2 separate regions of the Sus scrofa genome follow, and region 2 is linked to region 1. Evidence: chromatin contacts called from public HiChIP or PLAC-seq data. All regions are on one chromosome and are shown on one strand. Each heading gives the region's core, a stretch centred on a gene start, on an enhancer-like site or on the middle of the called end of the contact. The rest is flanking DNA. Distances are from core to core; before and after follow the strand shown. Region 1 holds the start of RAB8B (ras-related protein Rab-8B). Region 2 holds the start of LACTB (lactamase beta).

The links. HiChIP or PLAC-seq counts read pairs in DNA pulled down with a chosen protein or histone mark.
Region 2: an H3K27ac HiChIP or PLAC-seq map of alveolar macrophages shows a contact between it and region 1. The contact joins the promoter of LACTB here to the promoter of RAB8B in region 1. A contact is called at or near these places in 8 of 47 Hi-C or Micro-C datasets (embryonic fibroblasts, heart right ventricle, liver and 3 more) and 2 of 2 datasets of contacts at active chromatin or transcription factors (alveolar macrophages and skeletal muscle).

Annotation. Positions count from the first base shown.
Region 1 is chr1:108,836,797-108,842,027 of Sscrofa11.1, reverse strand. It overlaps RAB8B (ras-related protein Rab-8B), which reads left to right and starts at 1,806. Exons shown (of 8, transcript XM_001929029.7): 1 at 1,806-2,028. The coding sequence starts at 1,905.
Region 2 is chr1:108,920,853-108,926,227 of Sscrofa11.1, reverse strand. It overlaps LACTB (lactamase beta), which reads left to right and starts at 1,743. Exons shown (of 6, transcript NM_001243362.1): 1 at 1,743-2,132; 2 at 2,564-2,630; 3 at 4,146-4,336; 4 at 4,621-4,972. The coding sequence starts at 1,770.

The DNA of each region.
Region 1 (5,231 bases), core at 557-3,056:
TAGTGTCAATATATCAAAATGCTTGAATGGTTCAACAGTGGTGCATAGACTTATTAGCTAGAAAGTCCCAATGATATATATATTTGCTAATAGAAAAAACTGGGGAAGTGAAAACAAGACTAAAAAAAACTTTTTAAAATTTCCATCAATTAACAAAATTCCCCTAAGGAAACTTAGGGACTTTAAAATTCCTAACCCTAGCTTCTCTTATGAATTTCAGTTCTTTGCCACATCAGTGTGTTCTTTTAAAAAATTTTTTTGGCCATGCCCACGGCATATGAAAGTTCCCAGGCCAGGGATTAAATCCACGCCATTGCAGCTACCCAAGCTGCTGCAGTGACAACACCACATCCTTAACCCGCTTTAGCACAAAAGAATTCCCAAGTCAGTGGGTTCTTATTCATACAGAGAGAGAATGCCAATGATTGTGTGTAGCTAGAGCAACTACAAGTTATTTTAATCACTACATATTTTATAAAAGAAAGAAGATTCCCGTGGTCTTTGAAGGGTTTTTTTTTTCCTCCCCTCTTTTCCAGAACGAAGAGGAAGGTATAGTACTGAGCTGTCCACATTTCTTCGGCCTTGGCTGAGGCCAGATTCACAGACGTGTTCAAGAACTGGCAGGGGCAGGGAGGCTCAGCCTGTGCCAAAAGGCAGAATCCCTCCTCATTAGGGGTTGGGTTTCTGCCACTAGTGAGTGAGAGAGGCCTGGACCCATACATTCACAAAACAAAGAATAATAGTCTAAGACAGTAAATAAAGGATTAAGTTGGGTATAACAGAAGGCTGCTGTCCTCCATTTGTCATCCATTAAGAGAGAACCACAGAAGGCTGAAGAAGGTAACCATCATCACCGACATTTCTACAATGCCTTGAGGATTTCAAAGTGCTTTCACATTCAGTACCTCACTTATTTTTTTCCTACAACCCTATGAAACAGCTTGTTTTTTCAGATGAGAAAACTGAGGTGCAGAGAGCCTGTGTGTTGGTAAGCTGCTGAAACAAGACAAAATCCAAATCTTATCCTCTAGATTCTCATGTTCGTAGTTCCTCTATTGCACGATGCTTGCAATTTTATAGGGCAAGACCTGTAACAGAAGCCTTAAAAATTTCATTTCCCCGATTTTTTTTTTTTTTTTTTTTTGGTCCATCCTGCTGCGGGTGGTGGGGGAGTGGGGTAAGCGGTATGCACAGCAGATCCTCTAAATTACCCACTGTACTTGGTTCTGCTCTGGAGGCGTAAGGAGAACAGGAGTGGGGTTCAAGTTAGAACGGCAACCATTCTTTTCAAGCTCTATAACTGAGGGTCTGCAGGAGAGGGCTTAGACGTGGTGCTGGGCAGGAACTGCAGGAAAAGCCAGATAAGGCGCTCTGCAGATAATCCACAGGCTGCGCCACGGCAGCGTGAAGGAGAGAAAGCATCTCAGTTCTGGGTCCCAGTAGAAGAGATGAGGGAACCGAAGGACTCCGATTCCGAGGTCCTGGAATTGAAAGGCGCTGGCACACAAAGAATAGACGAAGTTAAGTTCCGGTGGCGCGACCTGCGGAGTTGGAAACCTGGCCTCACATCTTAGCTCAAGTGGAAACGCCTAATCCCCAATCATCCCGCCCAGAACGGATCTTCTTTTTATCCTCTGGGGGCCCGGGGACAGCCTGCCGGGGGAACGCCCGTAGCTCCTCAAAGAACTACAGATCCCATACAGCATGGGGGCACCGGCGGTGATGACGAAAACCCCGAGGATTGGTCACGAGGGGCGGGGCGCGCAGGCCGTCTCCGAGGAAGGGGGCGGGGAGAGGGGCGGGGCGATCGGTGGCTCAGCGGGCACGCCCCCTGGCCCGCGGCACCCTCCCCGCCTCTCTCTGCCGCTCCTTTCGCTCCCCGGTCAGAGGGCCGGAGAGAGAAGATGGCGAAGACGTATGATTATCTGTTCAAGCTGCTGCTGATCGGCGACTCGGGCGTGGGCAAGACCTGCCTCCTATTCCGCTTTTCCGAGGACGCCTTCAACACCACCTTCATCTCCACCATCGGTGAGGGAGGGGACGCGGCCGGGGACGGGGAGTGAGAAATGGGGGGCGGGTGCGAGGGGCCGAGAGCGTGCGGGGGGGTGGCTCGGGAGCCCCAGGGAGGGGACCCTGGGAACGGCAGGGCGGCGAGGTCCGTGGGAAAGGGGCAGGCGGGGACATGAGCTGGTGTGTGGGGGGAGAGGTTGAAGGGAGGAACTTGGGGGTAAAGGAAGGGGAAGGGGAACCAGAGGAACAGGACTAGGGGTATTTGGGGAAATGAGAGAGTTGGGAGTGTGACAGGGAGGCGTCTTAGAGGGACAAAGTGTGTGGGGGGGGCACACAGGAAACCTCCTGGAGAGAGATAAAGGGTAGTGGGTGTGAAACGGATTGAAAGACAGGAAGGAGGAAGGAAATGTGAAGGGGGAAATGAAGGGTTAGGGGAATGGGAATGGGAGGTCCATGAAGTAAAGGGACAGAGGACACAAGGGACAAGAGAGGTGAGAACCTGGGAATCCGAGCAGGATTCAGGGGAATGAGTGATCAGGAGGTGAGCGATGAGGGGCACTGGTTACAAGAAATCTGGTCAGAGATATCATGGGAAGGGGCAGAAGAAAACTGCAGGTAGGAGAAGAGTTTAGGACACCAGAGGACAGAATAGAATGAGGATACTTGTTGGAGAAAGTAAAGGAGAGCTGAGTGTGAAACAGAAAGGAAAAAGGGAAGCAGAATATACAGTAGAGAGGCTGAGTGGAGCAGAGATGGGAAAGGGTGAGGAAATGGAGAGTAGGACTTTCTCCAGTAACTGGGAGCACTGGTTACCATTTTCTCTCTTTGGATAAAGTGCAGGAGAAAGAGCAGAAAATGACGAGTAATGGGATACTGTCTATGGAGTTTTAAATTATTCTGTGAGTGTTAAATCAGCATTAAGAGAATTGGTGACTTTGGGAATGGTGTGGTCAGGAACATTTGGTTCATTCCTTCACTATCTCCTGAGAAGCTGTACTTGACAATTTTCAAAATTCTTAGCCTTGAAGGTTTAGTAACTTCTCAGCTGAGGAATTGATCTTAGGTTCTATCTGCATCCCTGTACATTTTCCTTTGGTTTTAGTTATTACTTGCTAAATGGATCACAACATGCCATATACCCCCCAGTTACTTTCAGTTGATTCTGATTTTTCCAGTCTTGGCCAGGAGCTGTCCTTCCTACTTTTTCGAAGATGTATTCAGGTAACAGGATCTCTTAACTTAGTGTAAACTGAAGAAGAGCAAATCAGAGCTGGTTTTCTGCCTATTCAAGTGACCTGCTCCTTAAGAATGGTAGCTCTTGGTTGTCTGGTTGATGTTTGTGGCTTCTTTTTTTATTTTTTTTATTTTTATTTTTTTTGCTATTTCTTGGGCCGCTCCCTCGGCATATGGAGATTCCCAGGCTAGGGGTTGAATCGGAGCTGTAGCCACCGGCCTACGCCAGAGCCACAGCCAGAGCCACAGCAACGCGGGATCCGAGCCGCGTCTGCAACCTACACCACAGCTCACGGCAACGCCGGATCCTTAACCCACTGAGCAAGGGCAGGGACTGAACCCACAACCTCATGGTTCCTAATCAGATTCGTTAACCACTGCAGGAACTCCTGTTTGTGGCTTCTAATGGTAGCTCAGTTAAGCATCTTTCAAATGATTCTTACAGCATATTTTGCCATGAATTGCTGAAATTATTAGGGGGCTACTGCTATGGTAATGAGTGTATTTGCATATCTGTATGTTTTAAGGATAATTTATCATTTGTAAATAAGAATATTGGAGTTCCCGTCACGGCTCAGGAGAAACGAACCCAACTAATATCCATGAGGATGTGGGTTCGATCCCTGGCTGCTCAGTGGGTTAAGGATCCCTCGACTCAGATCCCATATTGCTGTGGCTGTGGTGTAGGCTGACAGCTGTAGTTCCAATTCTACCTCTGGTTTGGGAACTTATATATATAGCACCTGTGGCCCTAAAAAAAATAAAAGAATATTGGGCTTTGGAGCACTCTTCAGCCAAGCAATAGGAGAGGCTGTGATTTGTTTGTTGTGGTATCTTTCATATGGATTTAGTGGTCTGAAACCTCCCTGGTGTTCTAATGTCTGGGCTTAGGGGAGTTTGGGTTGCAACTTCTTGTCAGTCATTCCTGAGTGGGACCTTTTCTTTTCTGAGGAGGCAGGGTTTTTTTTGTTTGTTTTTTGTTTTTTTTTGTCTTTTTGCTATTTCTTGGGCTGCTCCCACGGCATCTGGAGGTTCCCAGGCTAGGGGTTGAATCGGAGCTGTAGCCACCGGCCTACACCAGAGCCACAGCAACGCTGGATCCGAGCCGCGTCTGCAACCTACACCACAGCTTACAGCAACGCCGAACCCGCAACCTCATGGTTCCTAGTCGGATTCGTTAACCACTGCGCCACGACAGGAACTCCCAGGAGGCAGATCTTAAATGTAATGTCTCAAGTATATTCCTCAGAGACTTGATAGGAGCTGTTACAGCAACCAAAAGATGTTAATTTTTTCCTAATTTCAAAACCCCAAATAACTCTTTTCCATTGTTGAGTGCACACTGAAATCCAGATGGTAAAGGACAGTTTCTAACTAGTTGAATGGGTCACCCTTTGTCCCTTCTGTGTGTGACCCCCCCAGAAGCATTCTCCTGTATTTGAAAGTGACTGAATCTCAGTGATGCTGTTTCTGTTAAGCTCTTTAAATGACTTTTGCCTTGTAATTTGGGTTTATTACAAAGTGTTTGTAATACTTTGATAAGTTTCCTCTTTTTTTTGTCTTTTAATTTTTGTCCCACCTGTTGTGTGTGTCTGCTTCCTTTTACAACTGTACTTTTTATTCTGAAGGAGTAGAATCTTGCGTAGGTTTTGTTTTTCGTTGAATGATTGAAATTCGGTTTTGTGGAGGATTGCAGCTGTTAAGGAAGGAAAAGGATCAATCATCCTAACAGGAGAGAGATGTTAAATGTGGTGAGTCTGATGTATGACGTTGGCCTTGGTATTTTCTAGGGGGTGGATGTGGTATAACAGGGGCTCTGAGTGGTGTCTTCAGTTGACATGGAGGAGGGGAAATCCCCCGCCTCTTATTTAGCCCCAGAGCTCTGACAGGATGCGGTAGCCCACGGTCTTCAGACAGCACAAAAAAATGTGCATACCTGCAGCCTGATGCTTTGGAGCCGCCATTAAGCTAGGCCAGTAAGGTGAAGG
Region 2 (5,375 bases), core at 494-2,993, 84 kb before region 1:
CACAAATCTTTGGGAAATATATATGTATTATTTAAATAATTTAATATTTAGACTAATATTGAATAATTTTTAAAATAAAATATTTAAAATAAACAGTATATAATATTATGTGTAATATATATAAAATTATATGTATATCCCAAAGTATAAAAAGAAAATTATAAAATTGGAATGGATGTTTATCTTCAAAATTAACATATCATTAACTGTTTGATAGGATTATACACATTTTACACTTTGTAGTAATTTGAGGTTGGACTTATTATTTCACAAGAACCTCTGGCGTTCCCATTGTGGTTCAGCCAGTTAAGAACTGGCGATAGTGTTTATGAGGAGGCGGGTTTGATCCCTGGCCTCACTGCATGGGTTAGGGATCCATTTTGGCAAGCTTCAGGGTGTAGGGGTGTAGGGTGCTCATGCACTGGGATCCAGTGTTGGGGCAGCTATGGCTAGGCCTGCATCTGCAGCTCCCAAAGGACCGCTAGCCTGGGAATGTCTATATGCCACAGGTGCAGCAGTAAAAGGAAAAAAAAAAAAAAAATCTCCGATCATCTACAGTTGTCAGGAATCATAGTTAACTAAATTGTACAAGTTACATTTGGTTTGTTTGGGTTTTTTTTCTTTATGGCGGCAAAAACAGTATATGGAAGTCCTAGGCCAGGGATTGAATCCCAGCACAACTGGGACCTATCATACAGCTGCCCCAACGCTGGAGGGAGCCTTTAACCCACTGCACAGATGAACAATGAAACCTGCACCTCCCCAGCTACCTGAACTGTTGTAGTCGGATTCTTAACCCACTGTGCCACAGCGGGAACTCCTGGATTAAATTTTTTTTTTTTTTTTTTTGGTCTTTTTAGGGCCGCACCTGCAGCATAGGTTTCCAGGCTAGGGGTCGAATGAGAGCTGCAGCCGCAGGCCTATGCCACAGCCATGCCAGATCTGAGTCACATCTGCGACCTGCACCACAGCTCACTGAAACACTGGATCCTTACTCCAGCCAGGAATTGAACCTGCGTCCTCATGGTTACTAGTCGGATTCGTTCCCGCTGAGCTACCAGGAACTCCCGGATTAGAATTTTTAAGTGTAAATTTTATTTAAAACTTTTTCACAGCAAAATAAAAAAAATTAATATAAGGACTGAATATAACAAATGTTTGATGTGGTGTGGAGCTAGACAGCCATAAGAAATTTTAAAGGGTGTTAGGGGAAATGGAAGGAGTCTATATGAGACAAAGAATAGTGATAGCAAGAGAGATGAGGGTTCTGGGAGGAAAGGGGATCCCTGCTGAGCCGCTGCTGTGTGCCAAGCGCAGTTCCAAGAGCAGATGTACCAAATGTAGCAGTCAAGGCTCTCCAGAGGTCACAATCTGGTAAAGAATCAAATTAGTTTGTAAATTAGTAAAACAAAGTGTTAAATCTTATTACGGCAGTTGTGCACACTGGAGGTCTAGGTGTGGCGAAAACTCCAAACAGGACAGAGACTAGAAAGGCTTCTCTGAGGAGGAGACACTAGATCTAAGAGGAAGCAGCGGGGGGAAAGTGCGGGGCACAAAGATGAGGAAATATCTAGAGTGGAGGCAATGTGAAAGGGAAAAGGAGGAAGCACTCCATGCGATCGGCGCTCTGGCCCTCGGCCCTCGACTGCTAAGGTCTGAATGCGGTAGCCACCCCTTTCCCTCTCCCCTCCCCTCCCCTCCCCACCCCGCGCCTACGCTGCCCTCCTGGCCTGCGCTAGCTCAGAAGCTGCCAGCCCGCTGGAGACGCCATGTACCGGCTCTTGTCAGCCGTGCCGGCTCGGGCCGCGACCCCCAGAGGCTGCGCCTGGGGCTGCGGGCGGCGCGCTGCCCACCAGCGCGCCGGGCTGCCGAAGCTCGGCCCCGGCTGGGTCGGGGGCCTTGGGTTGGGGCTGGGGCTGGCCCTTGGTATGAAGCTGGCAGGAGGGCTGAGGGGCGCGTCCCCTGCGCCGCCCCCTGCGGCCCCCGACCCCGAGTCGCCGATTCTAAGCGAGCCGCTGCCGCCTCAGGAGCAGCCCCTCGCCCCGTGGTCTCCGCACACCCCGGTGCCGCCCCACGCCAGGCGCTTCGCCAGAGCCATCGACAGCAGCCGCGACCTCCTGCACAGGATCAAGGTGCGGCGACGGGGGGCGTAGGCGGCTGGGGACCCAGCGCCCCACCCCCGGCATCACCGGGGAATGAGACCCCTTGGTGGTCACCTCTCGGGGCGAGCGGGCCCCACCCCGGGTGGCTGGATGCCCACGACCGGCTTCCGAGAAAGACTTCCCGTTTCCCGACCTCCTGGCCATGGTTAGACGCACTTGGGGGGTTGCCCAAGTTGGGGCGGAGGTCACCGCCCGCCTCGGAACCACCCCTTCCCCCCTGTGTGCCCAGCGAGCACACCCCTCACGGTTAGCTCCCGCCAGGCATGAGCCGAGGTGGGCGGGGCCCTGCCGGGGAGGCGGGGCAGTGGGGCGGGGCCAAGGGAAAGCCCCAGACGAAGTTGCTGGCGGACGTGCAAGGTGTCTGTTTCGGTCTGTGTTTGTACTCTCCTTTCTGCTCTTAGGATGAGGTGGGCGCGCCAGGAATAGTGGTTGGAGTCTCTGTGGATGGAAAAGAAGTTTGGTCAGAAGGTGGGCTCAGAAGGGTTTTATTTATAGCCTTGTTTTGTGCCAGTCGGCGAATGAAATCTTGATGTGTTACTCAATGGAGTGAATACCGTAAAATTCTGTTCAGTTTTCATAAAACCATACACACTATAGAGAAAACATATCTAACAGAATCGGACTTTCTGTAAACAATAAGGTTTAAAATTGACTCTGATGAGTAAGTTGGGGTCTTAAGGATCATTCGTTTCTACTCCCACTTTCCTATAAGACTGGTTTTATTGTTCTCAAAATTGTGTATATAATAGCCTGTTAACTGCACATTTGTAGATAACTCTTACGAGTAGACAAACTGTCAGGATTTTGTGTTTTTCTTTTCTAATTCACTCAACAATTTATTGAGTTCCTTAGTTTGTAAAATGCACTGTAGTAATAACTGGGAATATACACAATTCCTTTTCCTTAATGAGTTTGCGATCTACTTAACAAAAGCAAAAAAAAACCCAAAAACCATGCAGAAGTGTCAGGTATTTTTTTCAAACAAAAAGCAGCTTTGGAAGAGAGATTTCTAATCATTCTATGATACTTTAAAACTTATTTTATAATTTAACTTACTTTTCCTTTGCACACAAATTGATCCATCTGGTCATAGCAGGTTTTTAGGAACCCTACCTTTAGGAAATGTTGTTTCAGACATCACTTAGAGAAAGTAGTACTTTTAGCAGTTGATAGGAACTGTAAACTTTTGAATTCGAAGAAATATGATTCTTTCCCTAAGTTTAAACCTAGCCCAATTAACATACCTGATTTATGAAAGATAATGTAATAAAAAATTCTATAAATATCAGCCCTGTGAGGGCTTTTTTTGTGAAAATATTTTTCAGCATAATCTACATTTACAGTTGAAAATAATTATTGTATGTCTTTTCATTCTTTTCAGATCTCAATTCTATGTATTTCTTAGATTTCCACACTTTTATCCTACAGAGGGTGAAGCTTGACTTAAACCGTTTTCTAGAAGGTGCTTTAAATTAGTAGTACATTGTATTTCTTCTGATTTGCAGCTGAGTTAAATTGATTGTTAGCTAGATTGGATTTGCAGGACATCTTTTCACATTTATTTCTATTGGTAGTTATTTTAAGGAATTTAGTGGAAACTCACTTAAAAAACCAAGAATAAATAGAACTTGAAGAACAGTGATATTTTTCTTAAAGCATGTGAAATAATTTATTTAAAATGTGGAATAACCAAATCGTTTAGATAAGCTAGGAAAAGTTATTAACTGAATCAGAAAATCACTCTTGTGAACAGGGTACAATTTCAGTTTAGTTATAAGGTTAAATTGTTAGGCTTACTGTTGTAAGTATTGCTAAAACTCTCATCCCTTATATGTTTAGTTTTAATTAACTTATAAAAGTGGAATACCTTTTCCTTTATATAAACACATAGAATGTTTTAAGCTGGTATTGTTTCCAATTTTGAAGACTCCTTTGACCATGAAGCAGCTGTTAATAATGACTCTTCACTTTTTTCCCCCAAAGGTTTAGGTTATGCTGATGTTGAGAACCGTGTACCATGCAAGCCAGAGACAGTTATGAGAATTGCCAGTATCAGCAAAAGCCTCACCATGGTTGCTCTTGCAAAATTATGGGAAGCAGGGAAACTAGATCTTGATATTCCAGTACAACATTATGTTCCTGAATTCCCAGAAAAAGAATATGAAGGTGAAAAGGTGATGAAGCTCACAGTTCATTTTTCTAATGACATTTAAGTGGTTTAAAGGTTTCATAAGATTCTTTGGCTTGTCTGTAATTATTATTAATGGATTAAAGTTGTTTTATCCGGATAATAACCAAGTGGGTGTTTTTCTGAAATTTGAGGCTGAAGGTGTGTATGTAACATTTTTTCCAGCAGAATTTTAAAATGGAAGATACTGCTGAGACATTATTCCAAGACCGCTGACTTTTTATTATACAGTTTAATATAGTGATTGAATTTTCATGTTTTTACAATCAGGTTTCTGTCACAACAAGATTATTGATTTCCCACTTAAGTGGAATTCGTCATTATGAAAAGGACATGAAAAAGGTGAAAGAAGAGAAAGCTTATAAAGCTTTGAAGATGATGAAAGAGACAGAATCTGACCAGGAAAAAGACTTAAAAGAAAAAGGAGGCAAAAGTAATGAAAAGAATGACTTTGCTGCTAAAACTAAGATAGAGCAAGATAATGAAGCCAAGAGCCGGAATTCAAAACCTTGCAAGAAGAAAAATGATTTTGAACAAGGTGAATTGTATTTGAAAGAAAAGTTTGAAAATTCAATTGAATCCCTACGATTATTTAAAAATGACCCTTTGTTTTTTAAACCTGGTGAGTATTAATTTCTTCTCTTTACAAAGTCATCATTATTGAAGTCTTAATTTTTAAAATTCTAAAATGATACCATCCAGAGTGCACTCAGTGTGGTTGAAGGTTATGGCATGGGTTTTGTTGTCAGATGCTTGCCTTTCTGTCTATAGTTCTCAACAAAGCATAGCATCTGGGCAGCTAGTTGTTTGATTTAGCCTCATGGGAGGCCACCTAAACATTTAGTGGATTCCTAGTATCAGGATATTCATGGGAAAAATTAAATGTTGGAATAATTCTCAAAATCTGGACCAAAGTTGGCATGATAAATTATCATTAATATTGTATTCATTAGTATTTAATTTAGTATTTAGATTGTTCAACTTACTCTGTGCTTTTGTTTCTTAAAGAAATTAGTGTACATCGA